Regions from separate parts of the Mus musculus genome. Here all the other regions are linked to region 3. Evidence: chromatin contacts called from public HiChIP or PLAC-seq and promoter capture Hi-C data. All regions are on one chromosome and are shown on one strand. The core of a region is the stretch at or near the end of the contact, and the rest is flanking DNA. Distances in the headings are between cores, read along the strand shown.

Region 1 (2,734 bases), core at 137-2,636, 480 kb before region 3:
GCTTCAGCACACAGCACACAGATGTACATATCCTCCTCATCTGTCCTGGGATTTCTTTCTCCAGCACCTCCACACTTGTCCTTTACTAGCTCTTGTCATTTTGCTGTTGTTTTATTTCATGGCGTGGTCTGCCTCTCCTGCCCTGTGGATACTGGCATTCTCATGTTACTTCACCTGCTCTTCTCATTGCACATACTCAGGAATTCCACTGCCACATACTTGTTTTGACTGAATATATGCTCCTGTTCAAAATTACTTAATCTTGACCACTCTGCTTCAAGATGATTTCCTATGACCTAACTTCCTTTCCAACCAACCGTCTTACCGTTACCTAAGTCTATAATTTTTCATTTGGGATTTTGCAAGATTTTCTTAAACAACAACCATCCTCAAACATCAGCTGTATTTCTGGCATTTTATATAAGCTATCTACAGCCTCTAAGAAATAACTAAGGGGCATTTTCTATCCATTTTACAGATGGGAGAATGAAGTCTCAGATTACTAATGGCCATCAATTGACTGTACACCTAATGTTTGCCAAGAGTTTCTACTTCATATGTTATCTCTGTCTTTATCTTGCTCTGTGAGGAAGCTGAAAAACTCAGACGCAATATAATTCATCATTTGCATGGGGTCAAATGGTTCTTTCTTTCATTTATATGCTGTTCTTAATTTAAAATCCTATGCCTTTTCAATTGTAGCTAATTTTCTCTATTTTTAAAAATTATTGACCAATCAAAACTGCATGCATACATTGGGTATGGTGTGATATGTGGTATATTTATACAATGTGGAATGAATAAATCAAAGTATATACTTCAGTAAGAGCACAAAAAAAAGTATGCCTTTGAATTTGTCCATTAACTACAAGGTTCCTAAACTCAGAAACTCAGGAACTCTCTGTGTTTGCATTTGTGCCTTTGAATGGATTTATGGCTGGCTAGTATAGTACCTGACACACAGTAAGTGTTTAGTAAATATTTGCCGAATGAAAACATGAACTGTAAATATGGAGAACACATTCTTTTCTAACCTATGAAAACATGGATTTTAAGTTTAAATGGTTAAGAAAGTAGAATTCAAACACCATCAGTTACTTAATTCAGGTGGGTGGCTGCTGTTCTCAAATGATCAGAGAAGATACTAGAAAGCTGAATGTGTGGAAAGCTTGCTGTCTGTCCTGAGGTGGTTGCATTCTGAAATGATTGGCCCTGTTTCAAATGGGGGAAAAATTCATTCTGGGCACAGGAAGGGGTGGTATCATGTGAGCTATCAACCTTACATGCTGAAGTTAGAAGGGCATTTCAGCGACTTTCAAGAGCTTCTGTCCAGTAGCTTCAAGCATACACAGTGGTAGATGCCAGTCTCTTTACAGACAGGAAGTGAATCTCCTACTAAGTTCCCTGTTCTCACAGTAGCATAGGCGGAACTTGGACAACTTAGCCACTGTGTTGAATAATATCTTTGAAAATATAATAGCATATTAATGTATTTGGAGATAATTTGAGGACATCTTCTTTGGAAAAATGCTACAATACCGCAATTATGCAAACTAAAATGAGAACGGCAACTTTTCCTGGTACAGAAAAGAACCTTGCAAACTGGAGAATTGTATGCTGAGATTTCTGCCTGTCTACAGCTTGCTAGAACACTCTAGTGACGTTCTTTGGGGATTCATTTGTCACTTGCAGAGTTGTCTAGCCACTCCCAGGAATTCAGAGGAACAACAACAAACTTTAGAATTCTTTCTCTCAAAATATGTCATTTCATCCGAGTCTGAGTGTCTGGAAGCTAGAGAACACTTTGGACACTTGAATGTTAGTCCTGATCACTCAGCTTTCAACCCTGAATGACTATAAAGTATTTTGATAATGCATCAAACATATTTGATGTCACCTTAATGTCATCTTTATTTTGTCTACAGTATGATTCTGTATGATTGTCAAAGATACTACTTTATATTGAACCCTCAATATATAGATACATGTGAATAGTTCTTTTTTCTCATTAATTACTTTATTTTTTCACTTTCCATCCCAATCGCAGACCACCACACTCTTCTCTGTCACCCTCACATAGCTCCTCCCTGCATCTTCCTTCCCTTCTCTTCTGATAAGGAAGAGACCCCTGGGTACCAACCCACACTGGCACATCAAGTCACTGCAAGACTGAGCACATCTTCTCCCTCTGAAGCCAGACAAGTCACCCCAGTCAGGGGAATAAGTTCCACAGGCAGGCAACAGAGTCAGGGCTAGCCCCTGCTCCAGTTGTTGGGGGACCCAAATGAATACCAAGCTGCATATCTGCTACATATGTGTGGGGGGCCTAGGTCCAGCCTTTGTATGTTCTTTGGTTGATGGTTGTGCGGAGTATGTACTCACTTATCCGTAAATATTAGCCATAAAGTACAGGATACCCATACTACAATCCACAGGCCCAATGAAGCTAAATAACAAGGAGGATTCATGGGAGAATGCTTGATAATTAGAGGACATTTTAGTGTAGTTTCCCTGTAACTCTTTTAGATTTCATTTTACCTCTGTGCGAGGATGACTTGATTTAGTTTTCTAGAAACAGAAAAGGTTGGATCTCGAGTCAGACCTATCTCACATCAAGTTTCAGTTCTTCCACTTGCAAATTTAGTTTAAGCCATTTAGTATTTCTGAGTCTAAATGTCTTAAAGAAGAGATAGGATGAGGAGATGGAGGAACAGAATGGGAAAACACATTCTCC
Region 2 (2,863 bases), core at 92-2,591, 320 kb before region 3:
GTGGTTGTTTTCCATCATAGTTCCTGTGCATAAAACTTTAGCTCTTTATTTATGGGAAAAGCACTTGGTTGCCTTCATGCGCCTTTAATCACAGTATCCTAATCTATGGTCCCCTTCGTCCTGTTTCCTGTCGGCCCTGAGGAGTCTCGGAAGCCCAGACTTCTGAAGCCCCCCTGTTCCTAACTACTTACACCTCTGAATTTATCATCCCCATTTTCTAAAACAGTGGTGCTGGATGTAGCAGGAGTCAGTAGATAGGCCCGTCAGCACAGCAGGACTCCCGCCCTCAGCCTGACACCGTGGACTTGGTTCACAGTAGTGTTTTGGGTTCTGGAGACCCAGACTGAGGCTTGGATGGCTCGAATTATGGTTCTGCTCTCATCCATGAATGTGGATCTTGTTGTTGTTGTTGTTGCTTTTTAAGTTTCATGATTATGTGATTAAATGCCTTTTTACGGATTGTTGACACAGGATATACTTCCAGCATGCTATGAGCCAAGGCTAATAATGGAAAATAAGAATTGACACACTGTAGATTGCTTTAAGAAGTAGAGTGAGTTTTCAGAACCAGAGGGCAAAGATTACTAAATAACAACAACTCTGACATTACAGTTTAAATGAGGGCAGCCATCTCTGACCTGCAGAGATGAGAGAGTCGAGTCTTTACAATAGAAGCTTGCAAAAGCTCTGTGTGTAAGTAACATTGCAAGAAGTAGAGTTTTACTGTTACTTTAACAGAAGTCTCACTCTTCCCTCAAGAGCCATGCATTTTTTGTCAGGATCTGTCAGATAAAGGAGGAGAGGTCATTAATGAAATATAAATGTATATCCATATATCCAAATCCAGACAACCCTACTGTAGAGTTCCTTGTTTCTGACCACTGTTCATCCATGAGTCATTATAAAGGAAGCCTACTCTTACAGATGGACCTGAGTTCAGTTCCCAGCAACCACATGGTGGCTCACAACCATCTGTAATGGGATCCACCCCCCCTTCTGGTCTATCTGAAGACAGCAACAGTGTACTCACATAAATAAATACATCTTAAAAAAAAAAAAAGAAAGCATAAAACTGTACCTTACTTTCGTTGCTTTTATTTAAAGGCTTATAAGATGCCACTATTTCATATTTTCCCTTTTTCCTACCCCAAAGATGTGAAATCCTGGCATAGCTCTCTGCAGTCTTGTTTGGGATGAATGGGATCTCTCTTTGTGAAGTGGCTGAAGCCTTACACGTGAAATAGGAAGGGGGCTGTGGGGAATGGCTGACTACACAGATTGTCCCAGGCTGGATGGTTACCTCACAGTTTCCATGATCAGTATTCTGGGCAGAGCCCAGCTGCCTTCTCTGCTCAGGCCTCACAAAGCTGTAACTAATGTGTTGGCTGGGGCTACAGCCTCCTCTGAGGCTCAGGGTCATCTTGCAAACTTATGTGGTTGTCAGCAGAAATCCTGAGCATGCAGCTGTTAGCTCATGGTGGCTTGCTTCTTCAGAATCGCAGAGGAGTATTTGGCCTCAACCAATACTTTAGACCCACTCTTAAGGGCTTGGCTCTGATCAAGTCAGGCATCGCCAGGGTTTTTTCCTTGATGAACTAAAAATCAACTCATTTGTACCTCAAAATACATCTTAAATTCACTTTGCCTTAGTTGTACTCCATTGCATTGAAGTGAGCCACGGGTTTCCCACACACTTGAGAATGGGGGATTATATATCTGAGTGACTCACTAAGGGTCACTTTAAGGTATGTGACTCATTTTTTCCTTTCTCTTCTGTTTTCTAAATGTCCAGCCCCACACTTAGAAAAGAGCTAGGGTTCGTCAGTGCAGACCAGTGGCTGATGACTGGCTGACTGGGTGAGAGAGCAGAAAAGCGCAGGTCCCAAGCGCTTCCTCGGGGTCTCGTGCTGCTTTCTGTCGTCCACTGAGTGTCCTTGTGCAGGGTGTGCATTGTCTCCAGATGTTTTCTTGTTACACAGTGGTGCGATTCTGGTTCCTTAAAATAAATCAACAGAATGGCACCAGTGTTTGTCAAAACCACCAGAAATGATGGGCAAATCCATCCCTGGAGGCCTCAGATCTGTAGTCTGTAAAATGATTTTCAAGCTACAGGAGTTCAGAATTATCTGATATTTATTCAATTCCAGATTTGTTATAATTTAGAACATTCAGTGCTATTTTCAAAAAGTCTTCTGGAAATCATGTACAATTTGTGTTCATTCTAAGAAAGCAAAGGTAATTCAGTATTACAGAGTTTATGCATATTATTTGTCATATTAAACAATGGAGAGAGAAAACCATGAGATCATTGCCAGAGATGCCAAAGAGACATTTGGACAAATGCAATGGCCCTTGGTTCGTTCGTTCCTTCCTTCCTTCTTTCCTTCCTTCCTTCCTTCTTTCCTTCCTTCCTTCCTTCCTTCCTTCCTTCCTTCCATCCATCTCTGGAGAAGAGTTAGTAAATATTGATTGTAAGGTAGGTAAGGGAAAACAAGCCTAACATGTGTCTTTATAACTAAAAGTGATGTGCCTGGAAAGCAAAATGACTTGCGGTTCAGACCAGTGAGTCCTGGAGCAGATGCATTTTTTGTGCACATGCAGCATCATAGATCAGGGGTAAAAGATGCCTTTCAATAATGGCATTGCCATGTGGAAAAAGATACACTTGGAAATGTACCTTATGTTCTAGACCTGGAGAAACTGCCAATGGCTTTGAGCCAGAAAAGTCAAATGCAAAAGCACGTTAGCACTAGAAGAAGCCATGACTGAGTGACTTAGCTGCATGAGAGTACTAGTGATGGCTGTGGCTCAGACTTAGAAGGAAATGGTGGGTGAGGTGAGCCATATGGGGGATGGAGGACAA
Region 3 (2,741 bases), core at 173-2,672:
GGCTCTGCCTGGTCAATGTGGAGTGGGGATGGAGCCCAGGGCTTTCTGTATGCTAGGAAGTACTCTAACCACTGAGATACACCCCTAGTCTCTAGATATAATTATTATGGGGGAATTCTGTATAGGGAAGAAGCTGATTAATCCATCCAAAATCTCACAGGCAGTAGAAGACATCAATCTTTGTAACTGTCAGGGAGGTAGAGGACACTGTCTTCATTTATGAAGAGAAATCTAAGTCTCCAAAATATTAAACAGAGCTGATGAGAAAGCTCAACAGGTCTAAGAGTGTGCTGTATAGTCCTGGTAACCTCAGCTCTGTCTTCAGGACCCACATGAAAAAAGTAGGTATAGCGGAATATATCTGTCTGTACTCTCAACACTCCTACTGCAAGATGGGAGACTTGCCTTGAGGGGAAGCCAGCCTGGAGAGCACAGATCAGCAGGAACTTGAGAGCCTGTTTCAACAAGGTAGGGGATTGAACTGAAGCAAGAGTCTGGCTCAAAAAGTCTGGAGGACAGAATTGAATCCCCAGAGTATTTTTTCAATTTTTTTATTAGACATTTTCTTCATTTACATTTCCAATGCTAACCGGAAAGTTTCCTATACCCTCCCCTACCCACCCACTCCCAGCCTCAGCGGTCCCCTGTACTGGGGCATATAAAGTTTGCAAGACCAAGGGGGCCTCCCTTCCCAATGATGGCCAACTAGGCCATCTTCTGCTACATATGCAGCTAGAGACACAAGCTCTGGGGTTACTGGTTAGTTCATATTGTTGTTCCACCTATAGGATTGCAGATCCCTTTAGCTCCTTGGGTACTTTTTCTAGCTCCTCCATTGGGGGCCCTGTGTTCCATCCAATAGCTGACTGTGAGCATCCACTTCTGTATTTGCCAGGCATTGTTCTTGGACCTCCATGAATGCTACCCCCAACTGAATGACAAAATAATAAATAAGAGAAAAAAATGAAATGTTAGCTTTTCCCGATATGCCTATGTAGTAAAGCGATCAGTCTGGAATTCCAGTTCAGTGATATCAATTACCATTGGAACATCACATGATTCCACTCATTCTCAGTGGCAGTGGTGTCAACAGCAAACTGCTGGCCTCTTTTGTCAAGCTATGAAGAAAGGGGGAGAACTTTGCCTGGCAATTAATTCCAGAACCAGGCAAAATGCATTTTATCTCTAGAATCCCACGCCCTTCTCTTTTAAACTTATTATAGTGACTGTGATTCAAGCTCAATACATTTCCTGGAAATGAGTGTCTGTTTTCTGACTTAATTGTATGACATTCACAATTGGGTCAGAGAGTGGCCTGGCTGGCTGTGACCTCCCAGGAAATACCTCGTGAACTGATCATAGCTGCCCAGAGAAGAGTATCTCCCGGCTCATGTTTCTATGTGTGTTCCTGGAGGACTTTGGAAAGTCAATTTGATTCATTTCTCAGGCTGGGAAATGTTCCACGGTTTCTGCCCCGTTAGGCACATGTCTCTTGATAATGTGTCCCGGATGAGATCAGACACCTCCTCCTGGAGAGACTGTGCAACCTGCTTTGCTTCAGGCAGCACAGCCGAATGGCCATTACTCACTAAATAATGAAACGACCTTTTCTATTCACTCAGGATCTTGAAACTTGTTTTTAAATATAGGTTCTCCTCCATTGGGAAGGCTGACATGGCCCTGATTAAAGACGACCTATGAACCCCATGCTCTGTTAGCTGTCCCTGAAGTCCCAGAGTTCTAGAGAAGCCTAGGGCCATAGAAAATGGACCTTACTCTAAGCTGTCTCTGACAGGAGGAGCTAAAACAGAGTTACTGCCTAGTTCAATATATACCCCTTGGTCTGCTCGGACTAAAACCTTTTGCCTTCAGAGTCAGATGGAACAATACTTGTGCATTATGGGACAAGTCTAAAACCCTATAATGAAGGAAACAGAGGCAACCTGGACCTCATAGAGAGTCCTCACTCAAAATTAACGAGGACTTGGGTTTCTCTTTTGGAGGTGTTTTGCAAGCATGTCTGAAGGCCACACCCCTTTGCTGTTCAGGTTATTTCAACAAGTTGTATTTCAAGTAGGCATGGTGGCCACATCTATAATCTCCCAGCACATGTGAGGGTGAAGCAGGATGGTTGTCAGGTGTTAGGAAGCATTCTTGGGCTTCAGAGTAGATTCCAGGGACAGACAGCATCAAGGATATCCAATTCAAATCTGAAACAAGCCAGATTCTAATACTGCAAGGTGGATTTGAGCCATCAGGAACATGCAATATATGGTGGGTTTGGGGGGTAGATTCCTTGGTTAACACCAAAGAGCCCTTCTGAGTGATGTGAACTACTCTGTTCTCCACTGAGATGAGCTATTCTCCTCTTCTGAGAATTGTTTTGTGTGATGTACGTGTATATGTAGTTGTGGCATGTATAGTTGGTGTTTTTTTTTTTTTTTTTGAGACATAATCTTTGTATCTTCATTTACTATGACATTCACTATGTAGTCCAGGCTGGCCTTGAACTCACAGCAATCCTCCTGATTACATGTCCCAAATCTTCTGACTACAGGCATAAGCTACCATAACTTCTGGGTTATCATGAGAACCCTCAAGGAATTTCAGCTTGTGAGGCACATGTATCTTGAAAATGTGTCCCGGATGAGATCAGACACCTTCTCGTAGCACGCCTACGTAAGCTGGGGCAAAACAAGGAGCACATCTGATATCTTGTCATAAGCACTGTGTGTGACTTG

Evidence for each region. HiChIP or PLAC-seq counts read pairs in DNA pulled down with a chosen protein or histone mark. Capture Hi-C pulls out chosen DNA fragments and counts their contacts.
Region 1: a contact with region 3 is called in a promoter capture Hi-C map of adipose tissue. The contact joins two enhancer-like sites.
Region 2: a contact with region 3 is called in an H3K27ac HiChIP or PLAC-seq map of heart atrium, with 7 times the contacts expected there. The contact joins two enhancer-like sites. A contact is called at or near these places in 5 of 39 promoter capture datasets (embryonic stem cells, frontonasal cranial neural crest, maxillary cranial neural crest and 2 more), 4 of 15 datasets of contacts at CTCF or cohesin (CD8 T cells, the NIH/3T3 cell line, large pre-B cells and 1 more), 67 of 484 Hi-C or Micro-C datasets (the 63-12 cell line, the AML12 cell line, B cells and 45 more), 21 of 115 datasets of contacts at active chromatin or transcription factors (CD8 T cells, the HPC-7 cell line, the NIH/3T3 cell line and 16 more) and 1 of 9 other capture datasets (embryonic stem cells).

Annotation. Positions count from the first base shown.
Region 1 is chr3:116,121,538-116,124,271 of GRCm38.p6, reverse strand. The region is part of intron 4 of Vcam1 (vascular cell adhesion molecule 1); the gene reads left to right. Among named protein-coding and RNA genes, the nearest start is that of Vcam1, 6.8 kb to the left of the region's middle. Within about 2 kb of position 1,386, at least 35 of the 459 cell types and tissues checked have an H3K27ac peak or open chromatin away from gene starts, as enhancers often do. A contact at or near this core is called in adipose tissue, where this site is marked.
Region 2 is chr3:115,967,834-115,970,696 of GRCm38.p6, reverse strand. The region is part of intron 8 of Slc30a7 (solute carrier family 30 (zinc transporter), member 7); the gene reads left to right. Among named protein-coding and RNA genes, the nearest start is that of Mir669n, 11 kb to the left of the region's middle. Within about 2 kb of position 1,341, at least 70 of the 459 cell types and tissues checked have an H3K27ac peak or open chromatin away from gene starts, as enhancers often do. A contact at or near this core is called in the NIH/3T3 cell line, embryonic fibroblasts, heart atrium and 1 more, where this site is marked.
Region 3 is chr3:115,645,867-115,648,607 of GRCm38.p6, reverse strand. No RefSeq gene overlaps it. Among named protein-coding and RNA genes, the nearest start is that of Gm40124, 5.5 kb to the right of the region's middle. Within about 2 kb of position 1,422, at least 33 of the 459 cell types and tissues checked have an H3K27ac peak or open chromatin away from gene starts, as enhancers often do. A contact at or near this core is called in the NIH/3T3 cell line, adipose tissue, embryonic fibroblasts and 2 more, where this site is marked.